Linked DNA regions of Anas platyrhynchos: all the other regions are linked to region 1. Evidence: chromatin contacts called from public Hi-C data. All regions are on one chromosome and are shown on one strand. The core of a region is the stretch at or near the end of the contact, and the rest is flanking DNA. Distances in the headings are between cores, read along the strand shown. Region 1 holds the start of ZFP36L2 (ZFP36 ring finger protein like 2). Region 2 has its middle 230 kb from the start of TRNAM-CAU. Region 3 has its middle 300 kb from the start of TRNAM-CAU.

The links. Hi-C and Micro-C count contacts between places; a contact is called where the count stands out from the background.
Region 2: a Hi-C map of subcutaneous adipose tissue shows a contact between it and region 1, with 5 times the contacts expected there. The contact joins the enhancer-like site here to the promoter of ZFP36L2 in region 1. A contact is called at or near these places in 2 of 8 Hi-C or Micro-C datasets (liver and subcutaneous adipose tissue).
Region 3: a Hi-C map of small yellow follicle shows a contact between it and region 1, with 4 times the contacts expected there. The contact joins the enhancer-like site here to the promoter of ZFP36L2 in region 1. A contact is called at or near these places in 4 of 8 Hi-C or Micro-C datasets (F5 follicle, liver, small yellow follicle and 1 more).

What each region holds. Positions count from the first base shown.
Region 1 is chr3:41,028,648-41,031,862 of IASCAAS_PekinDuck_T2T, forward strand. ZFP36L2 (ZFP36 ring finger protein like 2) reads left to right here and starts at 1,670. Exons shown (of 2, transcript XM_027454118.3): 1 at 1,670-1,720; 2 at 1,958-3,215. The coding sequence starts at 1,670.
Region 2 is chr3:41,616,302-41,619,516 of IASCAAS_PekinDuck_T2T, forward strand. No RefSeq gene overlaps it. Among named protein-coding and RNA genes, the nearest start is that of TRNAM-CAU, 230 kb to the right of the region's middle. Within about 2 kb of position 1,485, at least 2 of the 8 cell types and tissues checked have an H3K27ac peak or open chromatin away from gene starts, as enhancers often do. A contact at or near this core is called in subcutaneous adipose tissue, where this site is marked.
Region 3 is chr3:41,547,292-41,550,506 of IASCAAS_PekinDuck_T2T, forward strand. No RefSeq gene overlaps it. Among named protein-coding and RNA genes, the nearest start is that of TRNAM-CAU, 300 kb to the right of the region's middle. Within about 2 kb of position 1,735, at least 2 of the 8 cell types and tissues checked have an H3K27ac peak or open chromatin away from gene starts, as enhancers often do. A contact at or near this core is called in small yellow follicle and subcutaneous adipose tissue, where this site is marked.

The DNA.
Region 1 (3,215 bases), core at 420-2,919:
CGATATATATAGATACTGCGGTCTCCTTGGAAGAGTTACAGAGTGATGTGCAGTACACCATTGCTCACTTTCGGCCTCGCAGCTCGTAGCTGTACATTAGCACAGCCTAGCTGCGCGTCCGGGTGACGATGCGGTGAGCGTGCAGTGGTCGGGAGGGCTGCAGGCTCTGCCGTGCTGCCGGTCTCCGGGAGGTGGCAATGCAACACAGCGCAACGCAACGCAGCCCTGCAGCGAGCAGCGCTCACTGGGCTGCAGCCCGAGACCCTGTGTCAGCTCCTGGCCGGGCTCTTCATGAAGAGCGACCGTCCTGGTCTGCCTGTGGCACCTAACTCATGTCGCCGACTCCTTGCGACGGCGTGAGTTTGGGGAGGAATCTGCTGTAAAACAAGATAAACTGTCAAATTAAGCCTAATGAACGTGTGTAAACTGCACCGGGCTAACTCACTCTAGGCAAAAACTCATGTCTGAAGTGGAAGTACTCGCTGTAGGCTTCCAGGATTCGAGATTACTTATGTAAGTAATTCACAGTGCAACGTGAGACTTCACACAGCAGCAGCAGGAGAAGGTTAGAATCGGAGATGGCAGCTTGTTGCACAGGGTGCGTGTTATCTAACGCAATAAAGCCACGCTGGGAGCTGGCCTGGAAATTAATTCGTTGGCATCTGCTTTCAGCTCCTGGGCAAAGAGTAGCCCAGGTTACGTCTGGAAGCCGCTTTTAAGGGTCAAGCAGTCGTGCGGCTCCTGACTACAGCTGCCCGCTAGCGCAGCTCCCAGCTTGTGGGACTGGTGCAGCAGCAAGGCTGGCAGAAGGGGGAACTCTGCCGAAAGGCCGGCTGGGCTCTGTGCCCTCGGCTGTTTCAGCAGCGAGGGGACGGCTGCCTGCTGGCCCTGGCTTTTTGGTGTTTTGCTGGGAAGGGGAAGTGCGTGTGGGCATTTACACTGAGCGCTGGGCAGCTGCAGACAGAGCAGCGCAGCAGCAGGTCCACGCTGCGCATAAAACCGAGCAACTCTGTGAGCCTCGGGGCGTGCGGCTCCTCCCGGGCCAACTTCCCTCAGCGGCGGGCCGGGGGCGGCAGGGGGCGGCACAGCGCCGGGCACGGCCGGGACGGGGAGGGGGGGGGGGGGGCGAGCAGCAGCGCGCTGCGGGCAGCCGGGAGCGAGCCCGCCCGGCCCCGGGGCGGCCCCGGGCTTTTGTCTCGGGCCCATTACGTGGCACAAGCGGCTGAGGAGGAGGAGGAGGAGGAGGAGGAGGAGGAGGAGGAGGAGGAGGTGGAGGCGGCTCCGCGCCGACCCGAAATGGCGGCCAGCGGCGGGGCGGGGCGGGGCGGGCGGCGGGCGGGGCGCTGGGCCCCGGCACCTCCCCCCCGTGCCTCGGCGGCGGCGTTTATATGGGGGCGGCGCGGGGCCCCGCCGAGCTCCCGCCGGTCGCCCGCTGCCCTGCAGCCGCCGCCGCCGCCCCGGCCCGGCTCCCGCCGCCCCGCCGGGAAGGAGTCGGGAGCGTTTCGGACCCGTGAGCGGCCGGCACCCCCCCCACACCCGCACCCCACACCCACCCCGCCCCGGCCGCCGCCGCCGCCGCCTCCCGCCCAGTCGTGGCTTTTGCAAACCCTCCGAGGGGAGCGGGCTCTTTCGGTCCTTGCTGCGTGTCCGACCATTACAGGATCTAGCGATGTCTACGACGCTGTTATCGGCCTTCTACGACATCGACTTCTTGTGCAAGGTAAGGGCCGGGCCGGGACAAGGGGGGAGGCTGCCCGGGGGGCGCGGGGCTGCTCCGTGCCCCCAGCCCCGTTCCCGTCCCTGTCCCTGTCCCTGCCCCGCCGCGGCTGCGGGGCCGTGCCCAGGGCGGCGCGGGCTGGCGGTCGCGCTGCGAGCCAACCCGCCTCTCTCCGCTCTCTCCTCCTCCTCCTCCTCTTCTCCCGCTCCTCGTCCCCCCCTTCTCCCACCCCGCTCGCAGACGGAGAAGTCCCTGAGCAACCTGAGCAGCATGCTGGACAAGAAGGCCGTGGGGACCCCGGTCACCCCCCCCAGCTCCAGCTTCGCGCCGGGCTTCCTGCGGCGGCACTCGACCAGCAACCTGCCGGCCCTGGCCGGCGGCTCCAAGTTCCCCAGCCCCACCGGCTCCAGCTCGTCCTCCTCCTCCTCCTCCTCCTCTTCCTCCTCCTCGTTCGGCAGCCTGAAGGAGACGGGCTCCGGCGGCGGAGGCGGCGGCAGCAGCAGCCCCACGGCCCTGCTCAACAAGGAGAACAAGTTCCGGGACCGCTCCTTCAGCGAGAACGGCGAGCGCAGCCAGCACCTCATGCAGCAGCTCCAGCAGCAGCAGCAGCAGCAGCAGAAGGGGGGCGGCTCGGGCGGCGGCGGGGGGGCGCCCATCAACTCGACGCGCTACAAGACGGAGCTGTGCCGCCCCTTCGAGGAGAGCGGCGCCTGCAAGTACGGCGAGAAGTGCCAGTTCGCGCACGGCTTCCACGAGCTGCGCAGCCTCACCCGCCACCCCAAGTACAAGACCGAGCTGTGCCGCACCTTCCACACCATCGGCTTCTGCCCCTACGGCCCCCGCTGCCACTTCATCCACAACGCCGACGAGCGCCGCCCGGCGCCCGGCGGGGGCACGGCCGCCGCTCCCCCCGCCTCGGCCGCCCCCCCGCACCACCACCACCACCACCACCAGCACGCCCCGCACCCCGCCGGCAGCACCGGCGACCTCCGCGCCTTCGCCCCCCGCGACCACCCCCTGGGAGGAGGAGGAGGAGGCGGCGGCGGCGGCTTCGGGCACCCCCGCGGCGGCGGCGGCGGCGGGGGCAGCGAGCGGCCCAAGCTGCACCACAGCCTGAGCTTCTCCGGCTTCTCCGCCCACCACCACCACCACCACCACCCGCACGCCGCCGCCCCGCCGCCCCCGCCGCCCCCCGGCGGCCGCCTGGACGCCGCGCTGCTGGAGAGCCCCGGCGGGTCGCGCACGCCGCCGCCGCCCGCCTCGGCCTCGTCGTACTGCGAGGAGCTGCTCTCGCCGCCCTGCGCCAACAACGCCTTCGCCTTCTCGGGCCAGGAGCTGGGCAGCCTCATCGCGCCCCTCGCCCTGCACACCCCCAGCTTCGCCGCCGCCGCCGCCGCGGCAGCCGCCGCCGCCGCCTATTACCGCTGCCAGCAGCAGCAGCAGCAGCAGCCCCCGCCGCCGCCGCCCCCCGGGGGGGGCTGCCCGCCGCCCCCCGCCT
Region 2 (3,215 bases), core at 235-2,734, 590 kb after region 1:
ACGTTTTAAGTCTTTAAGTTCATCATTTACTGTAATGTAAAGTTATATCACAGAAATTTTGGAGTGACTCCCCTCCACAAGTTACTTTCAAACAATAACAAGCCATCACATACTTGTTCCTATGCTCTGAGGAGCTTTGAACTTTAATAAATTAATCCTATTTAAAAGTAACTTAATGCTGCCTTAACTACATCATTGCATGAAGTGTCAATTTGACATCCTCCGTTACATGCGTTCATTGCAACTTTCACATACTGGAAATTAAGAACATTTACACTTGCAACTGGTGTTAAATAAATGCCAATAGAACTCCTTGGAGATTAAGCAATTAGAATAGATTATGTAGCACAAGAAAATTTGTGAATAACACAGTGTTTTGTTATTAAATGACTACCTTCATGAAATAAGATTTTTTAAAAAACTTGCATGTTTAATACTGTAGTTAAGTTTTTAAAAGTGGTCTAGAAAAAAATACACATGTGTACACATGGGTTATTTGCATGGTTGGTGACAATACAGACTTTAATCCTTTTGTATCTTGTACTTCATTCAAGGTACATGAAAGCTTTAAATACATGTAGAATAGTATGCAAGCAATAGTCTAAGTGTAAATACTTAACACACTCAAGCTCCTTGCATGTGAGAGCATGTATCTTATTTATTTGAGTGCACCATGCACACACACACCTAAAGTAAACTGAAAATAACTACCATCATTTGCCCTGCAATGTGTATTGCCAGTACTCACCGAAATGATTGGTTATATACCAAAATTAAAGGAGTGGGCAGGCTGGGAAGAAATGGACAATTAATTTTATGTCTTGAAGTTCAAGGTTAAAGTGAGCTCAATTCACTAATGCTAAAACTTCATAAGCAGTGTAGAGAAAAAGGGGGCACATTACCTAGATAAAGTTGTGTGCCTAGAACATGGAATTCAACATAAACATATAAAAGGCAGGAGGAAAACAAACAAAAAAAAAAGTAGGTTTGGGAACAGAGTGCAGTTTGGAGTCACACCCTGAGTTCTAAAGTCAGCAGAAGTACAAAAACCCATGCTGACACCCACATGGGGGTCATCCCCCCCCCACAGCCTCCACCGTACCAAAACCAACCCCTGCTCACCGAGGTCACCACCAAAGCCACACACACTCCATACAAAGCAGCTCATTGTAACCAAAAGCTTCCTAGAGCTAGTTGGTGCTGGGATACAATGAAGGTGGTGTAAGACGTGAACTAGTTGAGGCGGCATTTATTTCACAGGAAAAGAGGGGATCTTATTTGTAAGGGAGCAGGATTTAAGTGTCAGGCATTTAAAAAAAAAATAAAAATAGGAACAACAACGACAAAAATCACAACGTAAAACAGCTGCGGGGAAGTTGTTTTTCCACTTGATGCAGCCTGTAGAGATTGTTTAAAAGGTACGCCTGTGGCTCTGAAGTCACCAGCTGCAAGAAATCCCAATCTCAGAGTGCCAGCGCCACCTTCCTGCCAAGGATTCAGTCGCAGGCTCTGAAAACGGAGGCGCACACCAAGGGCTGCTAGCGTTTGCTCAAGTCCAAAGCCGCACGGCTTTCTGGCTAGATAAGACACCGGTGTGCTCCGGGAGGCTGATGCTGATGGTCCCACTGCCCTGACCGCCTGTCCCCAGACTTCCCCAAGCGTCCCGCACTGCAGCGCCGGGAGGAGATGGTCAGATCTCCTCCTGTCACCGCAGCACGCTCATGATTCTGCTCCCCTCAGCGAGCAACCAGCAAAAAGCTCTTCCAAGGAAAAGAGTTTAAAACTCACAGGAAGACACTGGAAATTAAATTTAACCCAGCCTCCTTCTAGAAGCTGTATTTTTTTTTTTTTCCTTAATGTTAGAAGACAGCCTTTCTGCTGAGGAAAAAAAAAAAAAGTTTAATTGTTTTCTTGGGTGTAAAGACTTCTCTCAGTAATTTGCTAAGCCAGGGAAAAAAAAGTTTCTCCCATACAAGTACTTTTTCCAAAGGAAAACATTACTGCAGCAAGACTTTAAAAAACAAACAAGATGTTAGTGGGTGTTATAAAGATTACCTAAAAGTAACATTTAGGTCTAGTAAAATGTCATATTTCGGGGACTTAAATATTTATATTCCTCACCACTCAGAACCAGGAATTCAATGCACCTTTAAATCAGCAAGGGAAAGACTAAAACAGCCACCAGCTCCCTGGAAGAGAGGCTAAGTTCCTGGCTGATGAAACCTGCAAGCCACTAAGGAGCTCCACAGACAGGAGCCCAATAGGAAACCCATCTCTTCTTCCTGTGTTGAAAGGCCCACAGCTACAATTGGCAATATCGTCTGCGTGAAAGGAACCAGCAACACAAAAACTGCATCTCAAAGAATTTTGGAGTTATGAAGTGTGCCAGAATGGGTGTGCTTAAAGCTACAATGTACTGTTTAGGTATAGACATGGTGCAGAACTGACATCAGCAGAGGAACTGATTCTTTTTTACGGTCTCAAAGTGCAGTAAATATGACATGAAAAGACATATACTACTCCAGTCAAGTATATTCTGAGCTTCTCCAGTTTATTCCTCTAAAGCAACTGCCACCAAGGGCTTCTCTCGATGCTACCTACAACAGAAAAATAAATCTACCCCTCTGAACCATTTTAGGTGCTTGAATCATTTACTCCATATACCACAAGCATAATTTCACTTCAGTAACCAGATAGTACAAGTAATGGCCTACACATTTTTATGTCTCCTTTTCCTCAGTTTCTACCTCAGATGGATGTGGAAACAAAGTCCCACAGCAAATCATGACATATTTCTGTTCAAGTGTAACTTCAATACTAAAACATTCCAAAGCAATGAGTTTCTTCTTTAATACAGTTTTGTAGACAGCAGTGCATCAGATGATTCAGATAAAAAAAAAAAAAAAGGAAAGGCCCTTGAACATTTCAAGACTTGCTCTCCCCTGCAATCCTCAGGTTAGAAGTGGAATAGCAACTACTGCAAAAGGATGTGACCTTTTAATCGCATCCAGGAATCTGGCACTTGCCTGTCCTCACTACATGGATTAAAGACATGTGACGAGTGAGGAAGAGATGAAGTAGAATTAAAGGGCAGTACATGCCTAGGTTACCCATCTCTGTGAATATGCACAAAACCAGATTTATCAGAGCAAAGAAAGGAGTTTGGATTGTACTTCATAGCAGAGTAGACTGCATGTGGTATTAAAATCTCTCAC
Region 3 (3,215 bases), core at 485-2,984, 520 kb after region 1:
GACAGAGAAGCTAAAGAAACTATTTTATGAATAAAGACCAAAGATAAAAATACTTTCTTAAGGGCTTTGAAAACCAAACTGGAGAAAACTGCAAGAATTTAAATCCACTATCCAACAGGAGGTGGTCTGGGTGCTCTTATCAATTCTGGGGACATAATCATCATATATATAAGCAGTGATATGATGGTCTAAATGTTGCAGAATTTCAGCTGATAAATTAAAATCAAGCCATACTGTAGTCAGGACCCAACAGGTACCAAGGGAGGTTGACAAAAATGACTATTTTTGTTTTGTTTTGTTTGTTTCCAGCTACAGTGCAACTCCCTGACTAATCTGTCATTTGGGCAGTTCCCAAAGCACAGACCACAACCTCCCTTGAGTGTAATGAAGAGGAAGACAAACAAACAGAAGGTGCATGACAAAAGTACTGCTCCAAGAAAACGGCAGACAAGCCAAAGTTTAACTAAGAAAGAGCATGGTGCTTCCCTAGACTAGGTAAACAAGCTGGTGCTTGCCATGAAAGTGTCTCAAAGATAAATCATTATCCAGAAATATTTGACAATTCAGAGATGTTGTGTAGTCACTATACCAAGCAGTAAGGGATGTCAGAAACCTGGAACTTAAGCAACAGATGTGAAAGGAGGAGACCAAAAATATAGGAACTAAAAGTACCCAGCTTAGTAAGAGATATCCACCAGGATGGTTAAGATTTTTAAGATTTCCCCAGAACAAACAGTAAGGCCATCCAAGTACTCTCCTGAAATCCAGGTGGATCTCCTGGTGTTATGACAGTGTGAATATATATTTATATACATACCTATTGCATAGACTTCAGGACATTCAGAATAGTTGTCAGACTTCAGAGCTGAGAAACTCTAAGAGCACAGGGGCTAAAGTCACAGGCTGCTCATGGCAAAGATGCAATTTGTGGAGAAAATAAATCCATCTGATAATTGGCAGAGGGTCTGTCAGCTGATCACATATCTCACAGATATATAAAGATCCCTGAAAATCGAATCAATGCTTTTATTATTTTCTTTTAATATGAATAATGTAAGCAGACTTGAGTAGCCTTAAAGTATAGGATTAACCATCTTTGTCCTTTTGTTGTTACCTGGGGTTTGAAATTGTTCCTGAAAGCACCTAACAGAACTAGCACAGACAGCAGTTGTTTTAGGATATAAGTACTTTTGGAATCAAGGCTTTGACATCTCTTTCATCAGAAAACCTATTCTAAGGAATGCTGTTCTTATCTAGCAGATGTTCCACTAAAGAATTTGCTTTGTCCTTTGCAAAATATGGCTCAGAGCCCATATCCACTCCACTGTGGAGATAAGAGTGTTGTTTTTAAGGTAATGAGGGAAGTCTCTTTCCCCATATAAAAGCTCTTTAGGAATCTTTGACTATGAAGAAATAAGCATTTCCCGATGGGGATTTGGAATGTCATTTGTAAACAGTTCACATTTGTATGCAGTTTTTACTACATGAATTACTGTTTCCTTAACTGAAAGAGAAGAGTTGGGCTTATAAAAGTATAATTAAAAAAATAGCTGGGTAAAAAGTTTGCAAGAAATAGCTTGTTTAATGGATTTAATCCCTTTCTCTACTCAGAAATTATCTACAGTCAGTCTTTTGTTATGAATTCCTTCAGTACTCCTCTTTGTTAGTCAGAAGTTTTGTGCAAACAAATTTCTCCCCACTCATTGCACTCCAAATGCTGACTGTAAGTGTTCTCTTTAGTATTTTAATATGTTCACTGCTTGATAGGTTCAAGCTGTGCAATTGGGTGTCTAAGTCACATGGTGTTGTTTATGTTCTCAGAATCCTTTTGCCCTTAATGATTTTCATATGGCCGAGACATAAATTTTGTTTTATGATTAAATGAAACTTGGCTCAGAGGAGCCAAAATTAATTTTTCAGGAGCATTTTGTACAAACAAAACTCCACTGACATAAACATATTAAATAGGGGCTATGAGCACAGCCAGAGTAAAAAATCTATGTAGAAGATGCCAAAGTGCTAGAATGTTTTGTCCTAACAGACCCAATAGCGATTTTTTTTCCTTCATCAGTCCCTAATACTATAGACATTATAAACTTCCTCAATTAAATATGAGTCTGTACGTAATATTATCATCATTTAAACTTTCATGTATAGCAATTTTACTGAAAACTTGAAAAATATAATTTCACACCACTGTTTGTACATAAATATTTCCAGGGCCAGCTGTCAGTCTGCCAACTGTATACAATAAATAATTTGTTATTTCCACTCTCCTAGGAAAGCAGTTTTCTTTAAAACAAACCTTCACAATATGTGTTGTTTGCTACCATTTCAAGGCCTGCTACACCAATGGAAAAGAATGTGCTAAATGTAGCATTATCATGCAGGTCAGGCAGGGCAGCCCCGTACACATTTTCCCACAATCTCTGCTCATTAACATCTAGTTCCCCCATTGTGCAGATTTTTGGCTGTGTTCCATCAGACCAGAGAAGAAAAATGTTTACAATATGCAAACTTGGAGGGACAAAAAAAAAAAAAAAAAAAAAAAGCTTTGAAATGTCGGTCCTTTGGGATGAAAAGTTTCAAAGGGGAAGGTAAGTCAAAGGTTACTAATGGGATGTCTGCAACACCTGCTTTTAGTGGAGGTTTCATAAACAAGCTTTACTTCTCAAGAACAGCTTGGCCTAGACAAAATACCAGCTAAAATATCTGTGGCTAGCTTGAGCAGCCTGGTACCCATGAACAGAAAAGGTCAGGTTTGTTATATCCTAACATGGCCTCTCACCCTACTTTTATTGATAAAATGAGATTGCCTCAGTGGCCAGCATTGCTTTTCACATCGTAAGGCTGAAGGCACCGGCAGCGTCTGCAGGGGAGGAGGAGGAAGGTGATGTTTAGTGTCACTGTTGCAAAAAGCCCTGCTGTCTGAGGAAGAGCCGAACTGTCGCACATGGGAACGAGTTTTTCAAACTTCAGAAGTTTCCCAGCTCTGCTAAATAGCCCTCATGAGGCACTTTCAGTTATCATGAGCAAGTTTCACAACAATCATAACTCAGAGACTTCCAGTACTATCTTTCCTCTGAAAGAATTAATGCATATTTCTAAGATTTTAACATGCTGAAGCAGGCAAGAGAAGTGAAATCCTGCTAATATTTATTACGAAACTTTAACCCGTACAAATGCCTTTTATCCACAGAACATATGTGAAACTG